2 separate regions of the Mus musculus genome follow, and region 1 is linked to region 2. Evidence: chromatin contacts called from public Hi-C data. All regions are on one chromosome and are shown on one strand. Each heading gives the region's core, a stretch centred on a gene start, on an enhancer-like site or on the middle of the called end of the contact. The rest is flanking DNA. Distances are from core to core; before and after follow the strand shown.

Region 1 (6,183 bases), core at 915-3,414, 74 kb after region 2:
TGAATATTAAATTGTTTCAAAACATACAAAATATTCTTTGGGAATTAAGCATAGTAAAAAATGAATGGCCCTTCCCTTAAGTTGCTTCTGTCTGGTATTTTGTCCTACCACTAAAAAAAAAATATTCTTGATGAAGCAAAATGAAACTAAATTTAATGTATAAACTCCTAGAACAAAAACAAATGGAAGTGGAAATATCCTAATATTCAAATAAGTTTTGTGCTCTAGATAATAGCATTATACTGCGGTTGACCTCTTGTTCTTGATGGTGATACTTATATAAGATGCTAGCATTAGACAAAGCTATGAGGAAATGATAAGTTGTTTCTGTAACATTTCCTTAAGCCTGAAATTAGTTAAAAATAAATTGGCTTTGGATTGTTTGAAACAAGGTTTCCTGTGTAGCTCATGCTGGCCTGAAGCACAAGATCTTCCTTTATATGTATGCACCACCATATCTCGCTTCAAAGATCAATCTTAGAGCCACAAGAACTAAAACAATTAACATTATGTGTACCATTATCGGTGCATAGAAAGTACAGCACTACCTAGAAGGAATTTGTGTGTGTGTGTGTGTGTGTGTGTGTGTGTGTGTGTGTGTGCATGGATGTACAATTATGCATGCCTAGATATGTGCAGAGGCAAAAGGAGCTCAGGTGTCCCGCTCAATCTCTCTGCCTCATTTCCTCTAGAAAGGACCTCTCACTGAACCTAGTGTTCCCATTTTCCCCTGGATTCTGGCTGGCTAGTGAAGAAACTAGATTGTTTATGCTCATAATCACACCCATCTTTTACATGGGTCCTAGGGATCTGAACTTAGGTCCTCATGTTTGAACACCAAACACTATCCACTGAGACATCTCCCTACCCAGGGAGATCTTGAGAATCATAATCAGAAGGGTCTGGAGAGTTGGTTTAATGTTTAAGAACACTTGTTACCTTTCCAGAGGACTCAGGTATGATTCCCAGCACCCACATGTTACATGAAGGAGGGCTGAGGGGAGACAATCTTCTCTGTACCTCCAGTCCTAGGGGATCGTAAGCACAGACATGCTGTGGTGCACAGACATATATGCAGGCAAAATATTCATACACATAAAATACTTTTTAAAAAAATTATTTTTACCTCTAGTGCAAATATTGCATGTATAAGATAAAACAGATGAATAAAGTAACATCTCTAATACCAGAAGAGGGTCTTGGTGTTGGACTCTCACTCTATCAATAAATCAATTCAAACAGAAGTAAAATGGGGGGGGGGGTGATACTGCACTAGACTGAGAGATGCACAAAACTTCCAAGACTTAAAAGAATCTCAAGAGATGTAACTAAGTTAAATGAGTAACTTTTTGTTATTAATTTTGACTCTACAGGATAATTACAGTTTTTTCTTAGGTAATAGAAGAAATTAGCATTTTGGATATTGAATGACATTAAGGAATTAAGGACAAGATATGGCATTGTGATTATGCAAAAAAACCTATTTGCATAGTTCTCTTTTTCTTGTTTTGAGATGAGGTCTCATTGTGAAAGTTGACGTTGATCTAGTGGTCCTTCGGCATTGGCTTCCCAAGTGCTTGGAGTACAGCTGAGTGCCATCACACTCTGCTTATTCACATATTTCTTTTGAGATGCACATTGAATTATTTAGAGGTGACATATGTGACATGATCTCTGAGTTTGATTTAAAATTCTCTAGCCATATGACATGAAAGAGTAGACAGGATAAAACTAATGCACAGAGAGAAACTGGGAGCTGGGCACCTGGACTCCCCCCTTTTGCATTTGCCTGGAAAGTTTTATAATAAAAAAAATCTTAAATGGTTTGAAAAAGAATTATACTATGGTAAAATGAAGAAAACCATTAGGGGTAACAGAATACAGGAACAGCAGAGGAATAGGGCAGCTACTGTCCCTTGGGCTGAGAAAGGATTTCGAAAGAAGTAACCAATTTGGAAGTGCATCCATCTCTCTTACTGATAGCTAGGTTTTCTAGCAGAATAGAGGACTGGCCTACACCATTGACTGATGAAGTTTGTCCCCTTGCTCTGCCTGCAGGGCTATCAAGTGGGAAATTGAAGGCTGGAGTTCTGGGAAGCAGCTCATTGGGTTCTGAAAGAACTAACAGGAGAGGCTCAGTGGGGTGCCGCTGAGACTTCTTGGTAGGCAGCACCCCCTAGTGTGCCAGTACTGAAGGGAGGAGAGGGAGGGAGGGACAGAAGCCTTCAAGCTTACTTGTTAAGAGTTTATCTCTTCAGTGAAGCGTCTCCTAGACAGACTCTTCCTTTTCTTCCCATAAACTTCCCAGGATGTAACACCTCAATATCATGGTCAGTTATTCATCTACTCCTTCCTTGCTTAAAGTGCATTTTAAATAACAGAACTAGACGTTGCAGGTATCCTAGTTAGATGTGATTGAATGAACATCTTTTTGTTTCTGCTGCCTGTCCCACACCCTCTAAAATGACAATTATGTCAAACTGTACAAACACACAAGGACAAAGACACTGGGCAAAATGAAAACAGCGACCACCTTCTGAAAGCCATGGAGCAGATGCAAGAGTGGAATCTGACTTAGTGGAGTGGTGTGGGGCATTGGGCTCTGCACAGACAGGCTGGCCTCCAGTTGAGCTGAGGTCTGAACCCCGGAAATAGTGATAATTCACCTATGTGACACAGTAGGCGTTCCCTTATGCTCCTGGAACTCTGGCCCCTGCCTAAGTTGCCTCCCCCCAACCCCCAAACACACAAGAGAAGTATGGCTAGAAGTCACGTAGGCAATGGCTCAAGCTTCTGACCTTCAGGCTAAACTCCTCCCCAGTTACCTAGCAACAGTGAAGACCATAAAAAGGGCTGCTCAGCCCCACCTTGCTCTCTTACTTGTCTCTCACCCCTTTGTTTTCTTACCTCTCACTTCTCTCACTCCTCTCTCCTCTTTCCTCTCTCTTTGTCTTCTCCTCTCCTCTCCTCTCCTCTCCTCTCCTCTCCTCTCCTCTCCTCTCCTCTCCTCTCCTCTCCTCTCCTCTCCTCTCCTCTGCTCCCCCCTCTCTCTTCCTCTCTAGCCCCCTCCCTTCTCTTTTTTCCCCTGAATTTCTATAATAAAGCTCTAAAACCATAGAGAGTCTCTTCTCATCAAGATCCACTGTGCGCACACTCGCAGATGTTGGGAACCTCTTCCCTCATACCTCTCTCCTATAACTTTGGGACTTTAGCAAGGTAGCTCTGGGAATCCCAGGTAGGGCTGTCCCTTAGCCACCCCCCGAAGAATGGGCTAGAGGATGCCCACCCAGGAATGAGCAGAAGATGTATGGCAGTCCTCCCATGCCTGACTGACCAGAGAATAGGTGGAACTCTGGAGGGGCGTGGGTCTTTCTCCCTTCCCCCACTTCCCCAGGGCCCCCTTTTTAGTTCCCAACAGAATGGTAACCAGTAAACCATCAGTGAGGGAAGCGCAAGTGATGGGGCACTAGAAACCTCTGAATGGATAAAAGTGTCTGAGATAAAAATACAAGTCACAGTGGTGGGCAGGGTTGCTGTATTCACAGTGAAAATTCTGTGAAAGTCAATATGAAACATAGATGTCTTCTCTCCTTTCTCCAATTTGTTGTGGTAAATATTTAATATTAATTGAGAGTTTCTACCCATTAGTTCCCAGATAAAAGACACAAAACCTTTTTTACTTATGATAAGCCTTTAAAGCACTAGAGCTAGAACTAGAGGGCAGATATCTACCCTCTTAGCTATTAGCATCTACTCTCCTCTCAATAACCCCAAGTTATTTAATTTGCCATGTTCCAATTATTAACTTCAATTGGGTAGCCCTCATGGCCATGTTTTCATGACTCACCTACTCCATCTTCTCTCCACTCTCTTGCGGTCTCCTGCATTGGACTCCAAGCCCAGGAACCAAACCCTGCCCGTCTTCTGTCCAGTTATAGACTGTAGGCATCTTTATTCACCAATAAGTGATAACTTGGGGGAAGGGCAAGGTTACATAGCATCACTTGGTCTGCATGAGAATCTCCTCATCCTCAAGGCAGCCAGGACCAGTGTTTAGCCATGGCCAGCCTCTCTTTTTCTACCTTTTCTCCTTCCCCCTGCCTTTCTACAATAAAGCTCTAAAACCATAGACTGTCTCTGCTCATCAAGGCCCGTCATGCTTGAACGATGGGATAGGCTTTCCCCTAAGGAGCCCCATCTAACCTCCCGCTGGAAGGCCTTCCTGTGCTCCAGCCAGGAACTGGACCAAGGACTCTTGCCAGTGTGAGAACCATCCAGTGCTGCCCTCTCCCCCTGTTCTCTCCTCCTTTCTGCCCAGGAGCTGACCGAGCCGCCCCCAGGTACTCAATTTGTTCTTGGCTATTCCGTGATATCCAGCATGGGATGCTGGAGGCTGAGAACCTGGTACCTAGGGCTGCCCCCTTGTCCACCCCCAAGGGCTGGGTCCATAGTTTCCCACATGGCAGCACACGGGTTATCTCCCACTTCCTCTTTCCCCCACACCCACTGCCCCGCAGGCAGCCAGACTCACCTCTTCAGACATTCCCCACTGGAAAACTCATTAGCCTGAACTGGAGAAGCCTCCAAGTTTAAGGAACTCTTCAGACTTAGGCGGCCTCAGCCTCCCTCCTATCCTGTACCATCCCTGTTGTGGGTCTCAGAGTTTTTCCACAGTTTTATTTTATTGTGTTAAGATCACTCAAGGTGAAATGTCCACACAAAGTTCAAAACCTTTTATGGTGAGACAGTTTCATATGTGAACATGATGAATTTTAGTTATTACCACCAGCTATCCTTTCTTTCATCCGTCTGTCTGTTTGTCTGTCTGTCCGTCTGCCTCTCTTTTTCACTGGACCCTTTCTTCTTAGAAAGTCTCCATCTTGATTTTGTGTCTTTCTGTGTGTGACCCAGTAAGTTCGGTTAGTTTATTATTGCCTGAGTATGGGCAGGAGGTTACCTAATAGAACTTAACAAGCAACTTAACAGTGGTGACACCACAGAATGTTGACACCCCTCCCCCCAGAACTGTGAACCACTAATCAGAATATAGGGGATGGGAGGGGCTTCATGGCTCCTCCCCCATCCTTGATGAAATGTTGAGGGCTCTGATCTTTCGCAGATAACCACAGCCGCAATGAGTCAGGCATGTAATGGCTCTGGCATGCTTTTTCATTTAGGGCTAAGAACTCCATCGTCATTTACTGTAGACACTTGGGCCAGCTATTTCTGCATTAACTGCCATCCGCAGTAAAAAAAATCACTGATGAAGACTGGGTGAGACACTAATATATATGTATACACGTGAGTATTTTTGACACCATAACTGAGCTTTTTGACAGCATAACTGAGCACTGAGCAAAACAATGGTCGTAGGTTCCTCTTAGGGTCTATGGGCTCCATTAGCCACGGTATCTTCACCAATTTATCTAATCAGACACGAGTTCTTATCTGCGGAGCAGGTCTCAAACCGAATCAGAAAGTGATTGGTTACTACCATAACAGCCATGCCACATCTTGCCTGAAGGTTGCTCACTATTGTTGTCTACATGATTCACAGGGGGATAAGACCGTTGATCTCTTTTATATACCAGGAGCCAATACATTTTTATTGTGCTGTGTTATACAGCAGACTGTAAGAGCTTTTTTGTCTTCCTTAGCTGATATGGTATGATAGTCTTTGCTCTTAAACATATGATTTAAAGATCACCTCAGACACTCAAAGAATACCTCCAGAGAAAAGAAATGCATACAATTGGCAAGAAAACATCATTTAAAGACCTTAAGATCTACTGTTGATAGTAAAAGAAGATATAGCAGGCTCCCCTCCCTAGAAAGGAAGCTTTGAGGGGGGAAAAATACCATTTAAAAGGATGCTGTAAAAATGCAAAGATACCATAGCAGAAATTAAAAATACATAAAATGAAAATTAAAAAGAAAGCAGGTTCTGGGCATAGGCCAATGGCAGAGTGCGTGCTCTGTGTTCAATCTTCTGGGTTCAGTCTATAGCCACCCCTTAAACAAACCAAAGAAATGAACAAGACCAACCAACTAACTGCAACATCCTCCCCACACCTTCAAAAGCAGAAGGAAGAGAGGCAAGGAGACCTCTCCACTTTGAAGCTGCTGTCCCCACAGGTTACAGTTTAGAGTTGCAATGCTTTCTTTTCCCATTTCACCACTAAG
Region 2 (6,436 bases), core at 937-3,436:
AGGGAGCTGGGAGCTCACATAGCAATCACACACAGGAAGCAGAGAGAAGCAGGAAATTGGGTGAGGCTGTAAGCCCTCAAATACCAGCCTTGAGATGTACTTCCTTCAGTAAGGCTGAACCTAGACATTCTATGATCTCTCCAAACTGCACCACCAGCTGTTGGTCCTTTTTGAAATGCACAAACCTATGAGGAACATTTCTCATTCAAACCACCATGTTCTCCATCAGCTTGAAGCAACTGATTTGAATAAATGGTAGGATGGCTTTTTTTTTTGTTCATTTGTTTTTTGTTTTGTTTGTTTGTTTGTTTTTGAGACAGGGTTTCTCTGTGTAGCCCTGGCTGTCCTGGAACTCACTTTGTAGACCAGGCTGGCCTTGACTCAGAAATCTGCCTGCCTCTGCCTCCCAAAAGTGCTGGGATTAAAGGCATGTGCCACCACCAACCAGCAAAATGGCTTTTTTTAAAGACATAGATACAGTGCAGGAAAATGAATAGGAACAGAAACTATACTGAGGTTCTCAGTTCTCCCTCAAGGTGGATCCTGTCTTCCAACATTTATATATGTACATTTATGTGGAAGTAACAGTGTAGATCCCAGGAAAGTAAAAAGGATCACATGATAAAGGGGAAAAGGTAATCTTTAGTGGAAGTAGAATGTCTGTGATGGAAAGGGGAATGATGGGAGTGTGAGGTGTAGGAGGTGTGGCCAGGACACAGAGGAGAGGAGTCAACACAAACTAAGGATGCTTGAAAACACCACATGGAAACATGAGTCCTGATAGGAAACAAACATAAAGTAAACAGTTTAAATAGACGAACCTCCAGTAGGTAGAAAAAGTTGTTAAGTAACTCCGAGTCTTGGGTTGTTTAATGAAAACCTGTGTCAGGGATGAGATTCTTCCTCGAGGGTTGTTGGTTAGGGAGTCTCACGGGAGGGGGCAAGACCTGTCTCTGCTACTGTTTGCTCACCAGGACTAGGTAGCAAAACCAGATTGCTGAAGATGCCCCATCTTTTGATCACAAGACATAGAAAACCAAGCTAGTACTTTGCTGGAAATCTCTTCCTTGTTGGCTATCTCTCCCAAAGCCAGAAGGTGCTATGCAGGCTGTTGGGGGAGAATTGTTATTCACACTCTTACTTAGCTGTGGACCCTGTGCACAACAATACTGACAGACTAGATAAGATAAACCCACCAGTACAATAGTGGTTGGGGTTAGGTTTTGTGTCAACCACCAGGAAGGAATTCACAGTTAAAGGCCTGTGGTTGGGAGGTTATGTTTCCCAATAGGGAAGTACTGCAGTTGCTGTGCTAGATGGACATGATGTTCCCATTAAGCTGAGTCCTAATAACTGTTTATGTTCAGGGGATAGGAGTTATCTGCTTGGGTCAGCGAGATTTCTTTCCACACTGGTCAGTGGTGTCTGAAGAGATACAACTGCTCAATGTACTCAAAACAAGTGACCACTTATTTATTGTCCAGCAATAAATGAGACATCTATTAAGTCACATACAAGACTCAGTGAGTATCACAGAAAGAGGGTGGGAAGAATCTCTGAGATGGAGGAAGGGTGTTGGTGATGTTGGTGATGCTGGTCGGGTGATGACTTCTGGGAAAGATATGACTGCTGCACTCTTTGACTCACCATAGCTATGATTACATATGCCAGACGAGTATAACATTAGTCCTGTACGGTCAATATTCTATATAGGGAACAAGAGATACTTGTTGATCACACCCCTTTCTGAGGGTTTATTTATGGTAGTTGGTGGATGATAGGGAAAGGAGACAACTCTTCTTCAGGTATAAATGTTGGCAAGGAGCTCATGACCCTGTAAAGAAACCTTAATGAAATTCTCTGGGTTGTTAAAAGAAAACAAAATTGAGACCTAGAAGTAGAGGAGTGGCTAGTTTGGAAGAGAAGGAGCATTGTTGGGAGTAGAAGGAGACAGAAGAGGATAGTAGGGCTGAATAGGATCAAAGTTCATTATGCACACATGAAAATATAATAACTTCCATCCTCTGTAATTGATTTATGTTAATAAGAACATATCTCTGGTTCTACCTTGAAAAAAGATGCAGTTATATAGCTAGCAAGCTGGCAGCAGGCTGGAATTCTGAGGTTTCTAGAAGGTCCATTGTGATCAAATCAGTGCCCAATATATGGTTTCTCCCATTACTCAGGCTTCACAGGTCCAGGATGGAGATGTGGAAATGGAAAAGGTACCTCATCAGCATCGCCATTGAGCCACCAGCTAAACTTTTGCTTTATGACCCAAAAGCTTATGCTCTGTTGGCCTAGAAGTTTTGACCCCAGAAGTGGGGGTGCTTTGGTCTGGAGATATCCCACTGAACTGGAAGCTAAGACTACTCTCTATCCACATTGGAAGCAACCATAGAGTTAGGAGGGGTGGTTGACCCAGACCAAATGAAATTGAACTCTTTCCCTACAATGGAGGTAAGGAACATCATATCAAACACAAGAGATCTGCACTGTGATTAAAGCCAAGGGAAACTACAACAACTCAACCCAGGTAGGATGATACATAACCCAGACCCTTCAAGAGTGAAGGCATTGGTCACTTCTCCAAGTAAAGGACCAAGAATGCCCGATGTGCTTGCTGAGGGTGGAGGGACTAAGGAATCGGTGTAGAAGATAGTTATAACTCCAGGTAAGGCTACGAAATCTGTTATAGAAATGGGGATTGTTAGTGCCAAGAATGTTTCTGTCCCAATTGTGTTCAGACTATGTTTGAGTAGATAGATGCATTTATTAAGAAAATATCTGTATTTTTATTCCTTTTGTGTTCCTTTATCCAGTAATGTAATGACTGAGATGCTATCAGTCGTTAAATGTTCTTAAATTTATCTTGTCATAGTTAAGGCATAGGACAATAAAAGACCACATTCCTCCAGGGACCTTGCCAATTTTCTGAGGAAAATACAGTGCATTTTCACTGGTAGTGAGATAACTATATAGCATTGGTCTCAAGTCAGAAACACGTTTTGAAGAAGCTCCTCCCCTAGAGTGGGTAGCCCTTCTCAGTGGTAACCACCTACATAAAAGAAGTCTTCTGGGGGAAACTCTGCTGTTTGCTGGCCTGCTTCACTTCCTGCTGCTGGTGAGGGTGTTAATCCTTGCTGCAGCTGTGCATCCTCACTGACATCAGACTCCAGTGTCTCCGGGATCCAGTGGACATTGAAGATCGGTAGCTCTCCAGGAGTCTTCAAAGCACCAGGTTTGGAAGTGCTGAGGCTTCTGACTTTGTAACCTGAACAACTCCCAGGTTCCAGCCATTGTTGGACTGGGCTGTGTGGACCCATCCAGCACACTGTAAGTCATTCTTGGAAGCCCTCTCTTAGATACACACTCTATGTGTTCTTTTCCTTGGAGAACCTTATCTAAACAATCTGTTGATCTGTTGTTTTCCCCAACCCCCCAGCAATGCTGGGCACCCAGCACTTCATCAGCTATCATTTTCTCTCTCAATCTTTTCTGCATAGCTCAGTGGGGCCTGCTGTAGAAAAAAGATAAAGAACAATGCTATATGACCCTTGGTTTGAGAGAGTAAGTGGGTTATATTTCAACCCAGGTCCTGGGGCTCTGGGAGGCCCAATGATTCATTAAAGTTCCTCCCAGACTTCTTGTCTGTCATATTGCCTCTTTCCCATAATCATTTACAACAAGAAATCAAATTCTGCCTTTTGTTATATATCATATTAATCTCTTCATAATCTTTCTACTTCTTATTCTTAATGGAAGCATAAGACTTCTTAGAGAGGCCAGTTTTGTGTTTTCTGAGAGGATATGTCCATAAAACTTCTCCTTTGCCCCACATTACTGAATGACAAATCAGCCAGTGTTAGCCTTGAGTTTTGTTTTTCAGCAGGTGATAACAGGAGATGGAGAAGTCAGAGGGAAGAAAGTCTGTTTCCCAGGCCAGAGTGGAGAATGGCATGGAGAACCCAGGTCTCGAGCTCATGGTAATTCAGTATGGTGGCTGCTGTGTGGCTCTGGTTGCTTTCTCAGTCTCTAGATCCCCTGAGAGGACTGCATGGCTTATCTCATATTTACCTGTGCTTGTAGGAAGGTGGAAATCTTGCGCAAAGAAACACACTAGAGGAAGTGACACAGGGACTCAGCCTGGAGGATGGCTTGGGTCATTCCTCTCTCTGGAGGTAAGGGTGCTCTGGATTCCAGCTTAGTTATCAACCAAGAACCTGTGGGTGGGGGGCAGGGAAGAAAAGTGCCTGAGAACAGATCAAAGCTACTCATTCTTAGATTGCTTAACTCACAGTCAGGACCAGGATCACTGCATGTTACTACATAAGCATGTGTATTTTATAGAATTAACTGAATGTCAGCCCATGACTTAGACAATCCCATCAGTGCCTGCCGGGGCAACACTAAGAAAAGAATAGCAAAGGCAACAACATTCAATGGATAACATTGATTGAGCACTACTTTGATGAACAGAGTACATTTTTGTAGACACAAAATGTCGTCCTTTTGTTAGCAGTTTAACAGTTAATAATGTAAATTCTATGGTCAGTCTGCTTAGAGCCATAGCTGAACTTGGCCCAGGAATGTCCTGGTTCGTTTGTTTTGTTTTGTTTTTCTTGTTTGGGTTTGGATCTTTGCTGTTCTCTTCTTTTTCTTTCTTCTCTTTGCTTTTTGATAAAATGTTACTAAGCAGTTATAGCTGGCTTGGTACTCATTTATAAGCTAGGGTGCCCCGTTGGATTTACTGATATGCTCTTGCCTCAAACTCCTGAGGGCTGGGATTAAATTCTTGCTGTTAAGTACATGAGTGGAATTTCATGCTAGTCTAGTATTACACAACTGTCAACTCTGTACCTTGAAGGCTGATACAGGAAGATGAGTTCTGGTCTTAATGAGTGTAAGAATAGCCTGGATGCTCTTTCACCCCTCACCCCCCATCAAAGTTACTTTTTCCTCTTTAAGCATAATTTAGACATGAATGTTATTGATATTTTTTGCTTACCTGCCAAGGATGATTACCACTTGGCACACTAGTGTGCTGATCTGAGACCTCCACCATCCCACACAGCAGGACTAATGATCCTCAAGGGCTTGAACTCTTTATTTTTGTATGTGAGTGCACTGTCGCTTCTTCAGACACAACAGAAGATGGCATCAGATCCCATTATAGATGAGTGTGAGTCACCATGTGGTTCCTGGAATTGAACTCAGGACCTTTGGAAGAGTAATCAGTGCTCTTATCCACTGAGCCATCTCTCCAGCCCACGTTTGAACTCTTTAAATTCTTGTAGAGCTTCCCACTTCCCACTCAGGCTTATTCTCCTCTCCTTCTGAACATGCCTTGCTCGTCATCCACTGCGATAGGTGCGGGACTTATGCCCTCAGTCTCCTGTTCCTCAGTTATTCAAATAGCACCTATAATTTTCCTTGCAAAAGAAATAAACCCAAGGGCTCAGCCTGAAATGGGCATGGGCATAGTCATGAGATAGAATCGCTTTCCTTGGAAAACTCCACTGCCTGTCAGAACAAATGCTACCTCCAACTTGAGGAGAGATGAGTTCTGCGGGAAGAAGCTGAGGGCAGGTTAGAAAACCCACTGTGTAGGTTCTTCATGTCTGCCTGTCCATGTACTTATTTATGTATCTATATATCAATGTATCTATGTGTTTATCTATGTGTCTATCTATATATCTATGTATTTATGTATATATGTATCTGTTATTTATGTACCTATGTATTTATGTATATATCTATTGATGTATATATGTATCTATCATCTATGTATCTATCTATGTATCTATTTATCCATATATCTATCTATCTATTGGGACATTCTTATTCTGTCACTTAGGCTGGCCTCAAATCTCTTCTGGGCTCAGCTGGGCATACAGCTGTGACTCACCACACCTAGCTTGGTACTTTGTTTCTTTAGATTTTTGGTATTGCTCCTCCACAACACAGTAAAGATCAAATACTGGCTATCTTCTGTGAGGGCTGTATCAAGCAAAGGTGTGGGTGTTTTGTGGAGGAAAGTCCTCTCCCAGACAACACATCTACGGAGACTCGGTAGTGGCTATGTTCTGGTTTAGGTCCTTTCTCATTGTATTTAGAGTGAGATGCTTTAAAACTAGCTATTTCCAGCTCCTCATAGCTATCACCTCTGATTTAAACATGCTGGCCTTCTCTGATAGACTTTGCTCTGGCTTACTCCTTTCTTGGCTTTACACACTGGTTATTAGCCTCTGTTTGTGTGTGAGACACAGTTGCCATTCTCCTTTGGATGCTTTGTAAATTTCTCTATTTGCTATGCAACAAGATCATCCAGCTCTTAAGTTCAAAAGCAGTTGTGTAAAATCAATAATTCATTTGAGCTAGCATAGAATAGCTGTCAGCCTAGATTGGGCAGGCTCTCGAGCTATCTTAACTTATA

The links. A called contact is a pair of places that touch in the nucleus more often than the background predicts.
Region 1: a contact with region 2 is called in a Hi-C map of bone marrow-derived macrophages, with 35 read pairs. The contact joins the enhancer-like site here to the promoter of Slc28a2b in region 2. A contact is called at or near these places in 1 of 484 Hi-C or Micro-C datasets (bone marrow-derived macrophages), 1 of 115 datasets of contacts at active chromatin or transcription factors (CD8 T cells) and 2 of 9 other capture datasets (adipose tissue and macrophages).

The regions. Positions count from the first base shown.
Region 1 is chr2:122,556,352-122,562,534 of GRCm38.p6, forward strand. No RefSeq gene overlaps it. Among named protein-coding and RNA genes, the nearest start is that of Gm34325, 10 kb to the right of the region's middle. Within about 2 kb of position 2,165, at least 2 of the 459 cell types and tissues checked have an H3K27ac peak or open chromatin away from gene starts, as enhancers often do. A contact at or near this core is called in bone marrow-derived macrophages, where this site is marked.
Region 2 is chr2:122,482,755-122,489,190 of GRCm38.p6, forward strand. Slc28a2b (solute carrier family 28 member 2b) reads left to right here and starts at 2,187. Exons shown (of 18, transcript NM_001085518.1): 1 at 2,187-3,336; 2 at 3,890-3,986; 3 at 4,090-4,181. The coding sequence starts at 3,906.